Linked DNA regions of Mus musculus: region 1 is linked to region 2. A link is a contact called in public HiChIP or PLAC-seq data. All regions are on one chromosome and are shown on one strand. Each heading gives the region's core, a stretch centred on a gene start, on an enhancer-like site or on the middle of the called end of the contact. The rest is flanking DNA. Distances are from core to core; before and after follow the strand shown.

Evidence for each region. HiChIP or PLAC-seq counts read pairs in DNA pulled down with a chosen protein or histone mark.
Region 1: an H3K4me3 HiChIP or PLAC-seq map of neural tube shows a contact between it and region 2, with 2.9 times the contacts expected there. The contact joins the promoter of Adam23 here to the promoter of Gpr1 in region 2. A contact is called at or near these places in 4 of 39 promoter capture datasets (the 3T3-L1 cell line, hippocampal neurons and neural stem cells), 8 of 484 Hi-C or Micro-C datasets (the N1E-115 cell line, cerebral cortex, cortical neurons and 2 more), 9 of 115 datasets of contacts at active chromatin or transcription factors (craniofacial prominence, embryonic basal ganglia, embryonic stem cells and 3 more) and 1 of 9 other capture datasets (pancreatic islet).

Annotation. Positions count from the first base shown.
Region 1 is chr1:63,443,689-63,448,888 of GRCm38.p6, forward strand. It overlaps Adam23 (a disintegrin and metallopeptidase domain 23), which reads left to right and starts at 2,203. Exons shown (of 26, transcript NM_011780.3): 1 at 2,203-2,724; 2 at 4,040-4,260. The coding sequence starts at 2,523.
Region 2 is chr1:63,211,931-63,217,400 of GRCm38.p6, forward strand. Gpr1 (G protein-coupled receptor 1) reads right to left here and starts at 2,351. Exons shown (of 3, transcript NM_146250.2): 1 at 2,234-2,351. It also overlaps a transcript of Zdbf2 not described here.

The DNA.
Region 1 (5,200 bases), core at 953-3,452, 230 kb after region 2:
TAAGGATTTAACTCATTTGTCCTTTTGATTACATGATGAACACATTGTTAGGTTCAATATATGTATTGACTCTCTGTCTAGTCAACACTTTCTTTTTTTTTTTTCTTTTTCTTTTTCTTTTCTTGGATATTTTCTTTATTTACATTTCAAATGTTTTTCCCTTTCCAGGTCTTCCCTTCAGAAACCCCCTATCTCCCTCCCCCTGCCTCTATGAGGGTGCTCCCTCACCCACCCAATGCCATCCTCCCACCTCCCCTACATCCACCTTCTCATTCCCCTACACTGGGGCATCAAGCATCCTCAGGCTCGAGGGCCTCTCCTCCCACTGATGTCCAACAAGACCATCCTCTGCCACATATGTGGCCAGCGCCATGGGTCGCTCCATATAGTTGTCTTTTGACATCCTCATGTGCCATAGCAGACATTCATGTGTGCTTGAGTGCAAGTGCATGTACACACACACACACACACACACACACACACACACACACAGAGGGTGGGGAAGAAAGAGAGAGAGAGACAGACAGACGGACAGAGACAGACAGAGAGACAAACACACAGAGAGAGATAGTTTTTTGTGTGATGCTGGAATGGAGTGCTCAGGGCCTTTACATGATAGGTAAACACTACACCCCCAGCACCTGTTTTTGCCATGTTTTGATAGGGAAAAATGATTTGCATATGGAGAGCCAAGGATAGCAAGTAGGAAAGTCACTAACCTCATGCACTACGAGGTCTCCGTACCCCCTTTTCAGGATGTATATTATAGACAATCTCCTGGCTTACTCATTGGCCATGTATTATCCAAGAGATTTCCCTGGTCCTTAGATAGCATGTTAGGACCTAGCGTTACAATGTGAATGAAAACTGTTGCTGCTCGCATAGAGAGTGTGTGTGTGTGTGTGTGCATGCGAACGAACATTGGTTAATTAATTAAATCCATGTGTCCAATAAATACTCATGCTCAAATGTGGAAAGAAGAGATTAAAATTAATATCTGACACCTCAACCGCTCTGCAGTGTGAGATCTGCATGCAGGCCTGTCATCTTTGTCTGTCTCCAGAAGTTCGTTCCGTGAAGCTCGGGTACAGAAGGTGGCTAACAGCCTTGACTGTTATTTTAATCACACACTTCTAGAACCTTCCCAGCCCTTTCCAAGTAGATATCCTTAGCTCTATTTTAAATATCAATAATGGAGTTAGACACCATTGTTATTACTCAGACCAGTCTTGGGAGAGTGGATAAGTTACTGTTGGTGTTACCAGAGTCCAGTGATAGAAATGGGCCTCAAATTTTAATTAGGAACCACCAGAATTAGTAGCGGCTGCTAACCCACCCAAACCAGGGAACTGACAGCACTGAGCGAAAATACCCCCTTTCTCTGCACAAGATACGACTGGATCTCAAAAATAGAAGTGTGTTCTCAGAAATGCCTGCGCACCCCCAAGGCTGGTTGACAAACGATAGATTTCCTAAGATAGCTGCACGGTTGCTTTCTAATCTCTGTATTTCTTCTATTCCAGAATATGGCCCGTCACACTTTCTGAATTTAGCTCTCTTCAAAGCCCTATGGGCACGAGGAGGGAGGACCCACGACCCTGCAAGGGGATCCCAGTGGCTCAGTGCCCACAGACGCCAGCCTGCGGATGCACCACAGTGCTTCCCACTGTCATCCCACTCGCTGCTATGAGGAGCACAGCTATTTTTACCTCCCTGGCTGCAGCCCTTTATTTGAAGGAAGGAAATAAATAAAGGTTTGAGAAGGAAAATGCATAGTCTCAGTTTTCCTTGCGCTGGAGAGTTGGTATAGGAGTGGGTGTTGAGGATGGGTCGCTTTTCTTGGCAAGTTGTTGCCAGATCAGGCTTGCCCCAGGCCTGGAAACCCTTGCACTTTCCTCTTGGGGTCATCCCTGACTGCAAACTTCTTTCTCCCCTACCTCTGGTCTTTGGAGGTGCCACCAACTATTTTGATGCTGCCTGGGATGCTGCATCACTCTGCCCCCCCCCCCCCCCAGGGCTCCCACAGTCGAGCATGCGCAGCGCGGCCCATGCAGGCTACAGCATCAGCATCTGCAAGAGCATCAGCATCCGCACCCGAAACCCCGTTCGGGCGCGCTCCCGGAGGGTGGGGTGCAGTACCGCGCTGCGCGTCCCCGAGTCTCGCGCCCGCGCCGCGCGTGCCCGTGCCGCTCGCTCCTGCGCGCGCCTCCTCAGCATCCTTAGGCCCGGCAGCAACCCCCGCAGTCACTGGTGCGGCCGCGCCCGCCACTGGGAGGGTGCAGCCACTGGAGGAGGCTCCAAGTTGGTGGAGCGGCGGGGACCCCTCTCTGCGGGCCGCTCCCGGAAAGGCGGAAAGAGCAGAGGACGGCGCGCCGCCGTCCCCGAGACCCCAGCCCCTGACCCCTGCCCGCGGCCGCAGCATGCGCGCCCAGCCGGCGTGACCGGCTCCGCCCGCAGCCGCCCCGCAGCCCAGCCCGGCTCTCTCGCGGGTCACTCGGACCGGCGCCCGGGAGCGATGAGCCATGAAGCCGCCCGGCAGCATCTCCCGGCGGCCGACCCTGACGGGTTGCAGCCTTCCCGGCGCCTCCTGCGGCCCCGGCCGCTGCCCCGCCGGCCCGGTGCCGGCCCGCGCGCCGCCCTGCCGCCTGCTCCTCGTCCTTCTCCTGCTACCTGCGCTCGCCACCTCATCCCGGCCCCGTGCCCGGGGGGCCGCTGCGCCCAGCGGTGGGTATGGCCGGTGCCCTTTGCGTTGCCTTCCCCGCGGGGCCCTGGGGAGGAGAGAGAAGGGCACGCAGGTGCGTGTAACCCGGACGAGTGGGTCCCCAGCCTGGCCTTCGAGCGCCTCCCTGTCCACCTCTCCACCCTTGTCCGTCCCAAGCCCAGGTTCATGCTGGTTCACTTTTGGAAGTCCGTTTCTGTTGCATTCACTAAAGACCCATTCCAGTGACTGTGGGTTCCACCCAGAGGTATTTGGTGGCTCCTGAGTCCTTTAGCGCTCTCTATGTAACTTCCAGTGACAGGAAGATGCAGTGAGCTAGCAAGTTGCTTTTTGCCTTGGGGAACCTTCATATGAATGCGGAGGGGTGGGGGGCATGCAATAATAGTGACAAATGCTTGATCCCTCAAATTCCCCACCAGGTTTAGTCCCTACTGTTGGAATTAAGGTGAGAGAGGCATAATTTGGGGACCAGAGAATGAAAGTCTCCAAGACACTCTTTGCGCATGACCTTTGGCTGTGTTTTCCCAAAATGCTTGTCATAATGAGCAATCAGAATAATACAATGTTGAGCACACTGGTGATTGGAAGTCACTGAAAGCAGAAAGCTGGCCTTGGCAGTAAAAAAGAAAGAATTTGGAAAGTTGCCAGCAACTATAGCCCTTTATGGCAAAACAGTTTTTTTTCTCATCTCAAAGTTAGAAAGAAATAGAAATCATTCATATATGTATGTATATATGTGTGTGTGTATATACATATATATATACACACACACACATATATATATTTCTACATTCACACACACATAATACACATAAACACACACACACACACACACACACACACACACACACACAAATATATTTGAAAGTATCACTTTACATTCAGTGTCCATGAATTCAGGACCCAAGTTTTGTCTGGAGTGTTCTTGGCTCTCAGATGAGGTGATGTTAAGATGGGTACAGTTGAGCTGCTGCATCCTCTGAGGAGGGATGGGACAAGGGTCAGGACCCTTGAGCATGTTAGTTGCTGACTTTTCCCTAAGCGCATTCTGCTTTCTGACCCCTTACAGTTCAGATGTTCGGCTCTAAGAGTGGATAGAAAAGATATACCTGAGTACAGGACATGGTTGTGTAACCTATCCAGGCCAAACCACTGTTACAGTAACTTGTCTTTTGGTGTCTCCACTTTCTAACTTTTTAGCAATAGAAAACTTTGTTAATGTAATTAATGGAAAGATGTATTTTAGAGTTTATATATTTACTGGATGTATCTGTGTGTATTTGTGTATATTTGTGCTTCCCTCCCCCCCAACCCCCCCAGCTCCGCACTGGAATGAAACTGCAGAAAAAACCCTGGGAGTCCTGGCAGATGAAGACAACACATTGCAACAAAATAGCAGCAGCAGAAATACCAGCTACAGCAGTGCAGTGCAAAAAGAAATCACACTGCCTTCAAGACTGGTGTATTACATCAACCAGGACTCAGAAAGCCCCTATCATGTTCTTGACACAAAGGCCAGACACCAACAGAAACACAATAAGGTAGGCAGGAGGCTGAATATGTCCAACTTGCTGCCACAAGGAGTTCTCTTTTCATTTGATTTTCTGCCAGAATCTGATTTCACGAATTTTAGCGCAGCATTTTATTAAGTAAGCAATTAATACGATGGTAGAAGAGAAACTAGAGGGAATTAACTTGGGATCGACCGGGACAGGGTTTACTGTTTGTCTCTTTGACTGAAATGGAAACTGAACATTTTCAGACGTCCTGTGACAAACTGGGTCCCCGTGTCTCTCAGGTACCTTGGCACTAAGCAATAGAGTGAACTTGTTTGCAGTTCTGACTTGTTTCTGGGAGCATTTATGTAAAGGTGCAGGAAGCTACCTCCCAGGAGATATAAGTCCTGGCAGTCTGTCCACAGAAGGCAGTGTGGCTGTCCTTTCCCCAGCAGACTTTCCATGCAGAACTTGCACTTGAGTTCACTTTATTTCTTGAATTGGGCATGGCGGGGGGAAGCATTACTATGATGTCTTGTCAGGAAACAATTCAGCATTTCAAGAGACTGTGAAGAACAGAAAACAACGACTTATATAAGATATAGACCAGTTTTGATTGACATCACCCTTGAGGGCCCTCTGCATGGATGGTGAGCATTGGCTTTCCTTTTAGGTTGGTCGTGAAAGTGGCCCGGAGCCTGAGAAAGATACCCAAACAAAGACGAAAGTATCTAATGGTCCAAGAGTTTAAAGAATCCCCTGTCCTGGGTCTTATTGTTTGATCCAATGATATTTTGGATCTGAAGCAAGTCTACACAGTGCGGTAGTGGAAACTTTGCTCTGCATTGGGCACAGAAAACAGGCTGTTCTGTTTGTGGGCGTGATTTCACGGCACATGTCTGACTTTATGATAATAAGGTCACACATTGCCTTCTGAACTGTCCCTGTTTAGCCGGCACGAGCAGGAGCTGGTTAAACGTGTAGA
Region 2 (5,470 bases), core at 1,101-3,600:
CAAAATCTATCTTTAGTAAGCTCTGTAGTTAGTTATGTTTGAAAAGCACCTTTCATGTTTTCTCTCAGTCTACTACCTGGGCTGGCCTCAAATGATTGTCTTGTCTTGGCCTCTCGAGTAGGTATGTGCCACTGTATCCTGCTTTGAATATCCCCTCTGACTTGTTTAAATGTACTAGAGACCTTTCACCCTTGAATATTAATCCTGCAGTGGCCATGCTGTAGGCTGTCTGGGACACTGCTTAGATTGGTAAGTCTATGTACTGGAGATCTGTTAGGAGAGCCTCTTTGGGTCCGTTGAGATGGCTTAGCAAGTAGTTAAGGGCATTTGTCTCCAAGCTCATGATTTGAGTTTTATTCTCTGAACCGAGGTGGTGGAAGGAGAGAACTGAATCCAGAGTTGTCCTCTGCCATCTACGTGTACAGTGTCACACACACACACACACACACACACATAGAGAGAGAGAGAGAGAGAGAGAGAGAGAGAAGTTGTCCTCTGCCATCTATGTGTACAGTGTCACACACACACCCACACACACACACACACACACACACACACACAGAGAGAGAGAGAGAGAGAGAGAGAGAGAGAGAGAGAAATAGATAAATGTTTATAAAGAGAGAGAGAGCTTCTACTGATAGTGCTAGGGTTTTGGGGTTTATTCCTAAACACCCTGATTTCTAGAATCATTCTTTTAAACGACTTACCTGTCAGGGTGTGTCTCTCCTTGCTGGAAAGATGCTTATGAAACTGATTGAGTAGGAGGAAGGAAGGGGCAGCAATAGCTTCTACCAGACAGAAGGATTTCAGGGCAGTTTCACTACTTTCAAGATCTGCTAGAGCAGTTAAAGGAATGTCTCATGGGAATATGTGTATGCTTACCTTCCTTTAGGGACAACTGGGCTCAGGGACACTATAACACCCCTATCTTCTTATTTTGGGTATGAGGACCCCCCCATAAACATAACTTTTTTTCCATTGATGCTTAAAGTTTACTTTTAGATAATTAGAATATATTATACTTTTTAAAATGTGTATTTGGGGGCTGGAGAGATGGCTCAGCTCACTGGTTGCTTTTCCTAAGGTCCTGAGTTCAGTTCCCAGCAACCACACAGTGGCTCACAACCATCCTTAATGTGATCTGATGCCCTCTTTTGGCATGCAGGTGTACATGCAGAGAGAGCACTCATATATATAAAAATAAATAAATAAATCTTTTTAAAAAGTGCATTTGTAGTAATTGAATGCAGTGATTTTAAGTGGGCATTTTCTTCTTCCTACCCCATGTCCTACTAGGAAAATATTGGGGTTAGCAACTTAGTTTCCATCTTTTTTATATGATCAAGGATGTCATGACTCTTTCCTTTCCTTGCCTGATGTTAAAATGGCAGCTTACTTGTTCTAAATTCCCAAGTACTGATGATAGCTTCAGAAATAGATGTTTGGGAGAATATAAGTGGCGGTCATGTTAATTTTTGTTTGTGATCAAACCGAACTATACTGTAGTTGTTTGAAAGAAAAAAGAAAAACAGTCTAAGGGGCATTTTCTCACAAAGGAGTTGATTGTGAGTAAGGGACTCACCTTTTCGTTCTTTCCGGTTATTCAGGGTGCTAACGACCGCATATGTAAGGACCCTTTCATGGATCCACTGCTTCGTGGCAAACAGGGCTGGATGAGGGTTCGGGTCTTTATTTGATTGCACGGTGAGGCTGGAAGCGTGCAAATCTTCCCATGATGGAAATGGAGTCACAGACACAGATCTAGTGGCCCTAGGGGTTTGCGTGGGGAAGCCATGCAGCCCTGCCTTATAGCGTCATTTTTATTCCAGTTAAACCAAGAATTCTTAAAGGCCACCTAGGACAAAGCCTTGTCTAAATTCTTGCTTTTAATTTTCATTATTCCCTAGAGGAACCGAGCCTGGAGGATGGCGGGGTGGGGTGGGGTGGGGGTAGGGGGGAGGGTGGTGGCTAGAAGACAACCTCTCCATCTTTTTCTCCGAGACACACCAGGCTCTGATTCCCTTCGGAAATGTAGGGAGCAGCTTCTATTTTCTCTCTAATTTGAATAAGCCTTCACAATAAGCCAAATGCCAATTCAAATGAGATCTAGATAAAAGGATTTACATTGATTTTCTTACCTACGGTCTGTCTGACTCACTTGCCTGGGAGTGGTAGGGAGGATTGGGTGAAGCTTTGGCGTGGGGGTGGGGGGAACGAGCAAACAAACACTTACCCCCGAAAGGTGCCTGCGCTGAATCAGCGGGGAAGCTGGGAGACTGGAAGAAGGGCGGCCACGTCTTCTGGGCTCTGTGCTAGGATCCTTCAGGTTTAATGATTTCTCTGGGAGAACTGGTTACAGCTGCCCTGAGTAGAGGAAGAAGTATTTCCTCTCTTAGTAAGCAAGGGAGGCTAATCTTCTAACTCAACTGCCCTGGGAAAGAAAATGTGTTTTGCCTGTAGCTAAAAAAATCTGTTATACTCCAGTTAGGTGACAGTATCCCTGGCCTTGTTTCAGAAAGTCAGGCCCTTCCCAACTACCTACTCAAATGATGCTACTTTTCTCATTAAACGCTCATAATTATAAATATGATGTCAGCGTATCTGGAGTTTTCCAAAACATAACGTTTTAGGAAAGAAGGACTCGAATGAAGCACATTTGCTCAGCCTCTGGTGGGGCTAGTTTAGCAGGTTGAGCATTTCTCATTGGGAAAATTGGCAGCCTGGGGACATGTCACAGCCGCTGCATTCTAGTTACACTGTAGTTTTTACAATTTGAATTTACTCCCAACATTAAAAAAATCAAGACAGCTTTAATGGCCACTTAGATTATTGATTCCTCATGAAACGAATTAGCTTGTCTGGGTACACCAGGCTAGAGTCCCTGTGAGGATGCAGTAGGTGGTGGCTAATTGTGACAGCTCTCATTTTTCGACAAGACATTGCCCTCAGGCACGTCTCTGTCCTACCCTGCTCACTCTTGGATAGCAGTTTGCTGTCTCCACCCTGCATCCTTCCCCGACGCTCTTCCTGCTGAATTCTTCAGAGTACGAAAACAACAGAGTTTAACACAAACAAGCCTGTAATTTCAGTTCTTGAGGGAAGATGACCCGGAATTGGAGACCCACCTTGGTTTATAAAAACAGGAAAGGCATATCCCCAATGTTCCCCTCGTAAAACCTGAACACACTGTAAAGGGTGATGAAGTTCACAAAACAAGCCCCAGGAGCTTAGCTATGGAGCAGTCACGTGTCAGAGAAGTATCAGAAGCCGTCCACCCTCAGCACACTCTACTGAAAGCAGGACCCAGAAAGCCTTCTGCTCTTGTCACACATCAGCACTTTTATTGTTTAAATTCTACACTATTGATGTGGTCACTCTGAGCTTTAATTCTACATGTATGTATGTATGTATGTATGTATGTATGTATGTATGCATCTATCTGCCTATCTATTTTTTTAAAGATTTATTTATTTATTATATGTAAGTACACTGTAGCTGTCTACACTCCAGAAGAGGGAGGGAATCAGAACTTGTTATAGATGGTTGTGAGCCACCATGTGGTTGCTGGGATTTGAACTCAGGACCTTTGGAAGAGCAGTCAGTGCTCTTAACCGCTGAGCCATCTCTCCAGTCCCTATCTGCCTATCTATTATCCATCCATCTATATCAGTCAGGTTTTTTTGAAACCTCTTGTGTAGCCCAGGCTAGCTTTGAGTTTGCAGTGATCCTGCTTTATCCCCCTAGGTACGGAGCTAGCTAGTGTGTGGTGATATTCCACAGCTGCCATTGATTTTTTTTTCTTCTGCATATGTGTGTGTTGTACATGGCCTGGATGTGTGCATGAGAGTACATGAGAGGCCCAAGGTTGATGTTAGGTGCTTTCGTTGATTGCTTTCTACCTTTTATTTTGAGGCAAGGTCTCTATGCCTTTTTGGCTACTCTGGCTAGCTACTTGCTCCAGGAATTAGCAGTTCTCTGGCTCTGGTACATGATGAGCACAGATGGGCCCCCTACACCCTCCTAGCTTAATGTGGATGCTGGGTCCTACTATGTGCACAGCAAATGCTTGACCACTGAGCTATCTTCCCAGCCCTCATTTGTTCATTAATTTTGGTTTTTGAGACAGGGTCTGTTGGTATCAGGACCTCTGAAACCCATGACATCATATAGGTGGATCCTGCACACCTGTTGCCAAGGCAACAGCCACCATATTTCCAGAACCCACTTGGATCACCGTCCACCTTTACCTGTGTGATTACGTCATCATCTATATATCAAAAGAAAGGCCTCCCGGTCCCTCCCCTCCCCTCCCCTCCCCCCCCTCTTTTTCCCCATTCTCTTTCCACTGCTACCTTGCCCCTCTGTCTCCCAGTAAACCTCCTGTGGGATTATTTGACCTGGTGTGGTCCTTCTGAAGCCGTGCGATGGTCACGATCATTTCAGGGTCTCTCTATAGTAGCCTTGGCTGGCTTGGAGCTCACTCTGTAGACAAGGATGGCCTTGAACTCACAGATTCATTGACCTCTGTCTACCCACTGCTGGGATTAAAGGTGTACAGCACCATGCCCAGCCTCCATTTTATTTTATTTATTTATTTTTGAGACAGGGTTTCTCTGAATAGCCCTGGCTGTCCTGGAACTCACTTTGTAGACCAGGCTGGCCTCGAACTCAGAAATCCGCCTGCCTCTGCCTCCCAAGTGCTGGGATTAAAGGTGTGCACCACCACCGTCCGGCTTCCATTTTATTTTAAAGCCAGGTCTCTTCCTGAACCTGGGGCTCACAGATTGAGCTATCTACAGGGGTTATCTCTGTCTTCCCAGTGCTGGTGATGTGGTGTCTTTAAGTTTGATGGAGGCCTTTCTCTCAACTCAGATGGGCTTTAGTTCAGGAGTCAGAGTGATTAGTAGGGGGAAGGTTAAGAGAAAGCAGAGCTCACTCTAGCAGGGACTGGTCCCTGAAAATGGGAAACAGTTTGAACTTAGTCTGAGGCTTTTAAAAGGACTTAGGCCGGTAATGGGTGAGTGAGGTGTGGAGAGGGGTTGGACTAGTCTGTCTACCTGGCCCCCTGGACCAGTGGACGCCTCAGAATCCCTCACAGGTTCACTCAGAGCCTTACGGGAAGAAACGAGGGACCAGAACTGCCCTCTGGGTTCCTGGCCTCCTGGAAGATGTTTTCAGAAATGGCATTTTGGGGTCCCTATTCTGCCTGGCTAATTTTATCCTGCTCCCATTGTTACTGGGTTATAGGTAATATATGCTGGGTCTGGCTGTTTACTGGGTGTCAGGGTTCCAAACTGAGGTCCTTGTACCTGGGCTGTCACTCTAGCTCTGACTTTGTTTGTTTGTTTGTTTGTTTGTTTGTTTTAAAATTTAAAATAGTAAGAAGAGGCAGGGGTGCATGTTGGGCTCAGGGTTGGCTGCAGGATCAGCACAGGTTAAGTTCAGGACTGGGTACAGGATCCACTAATTT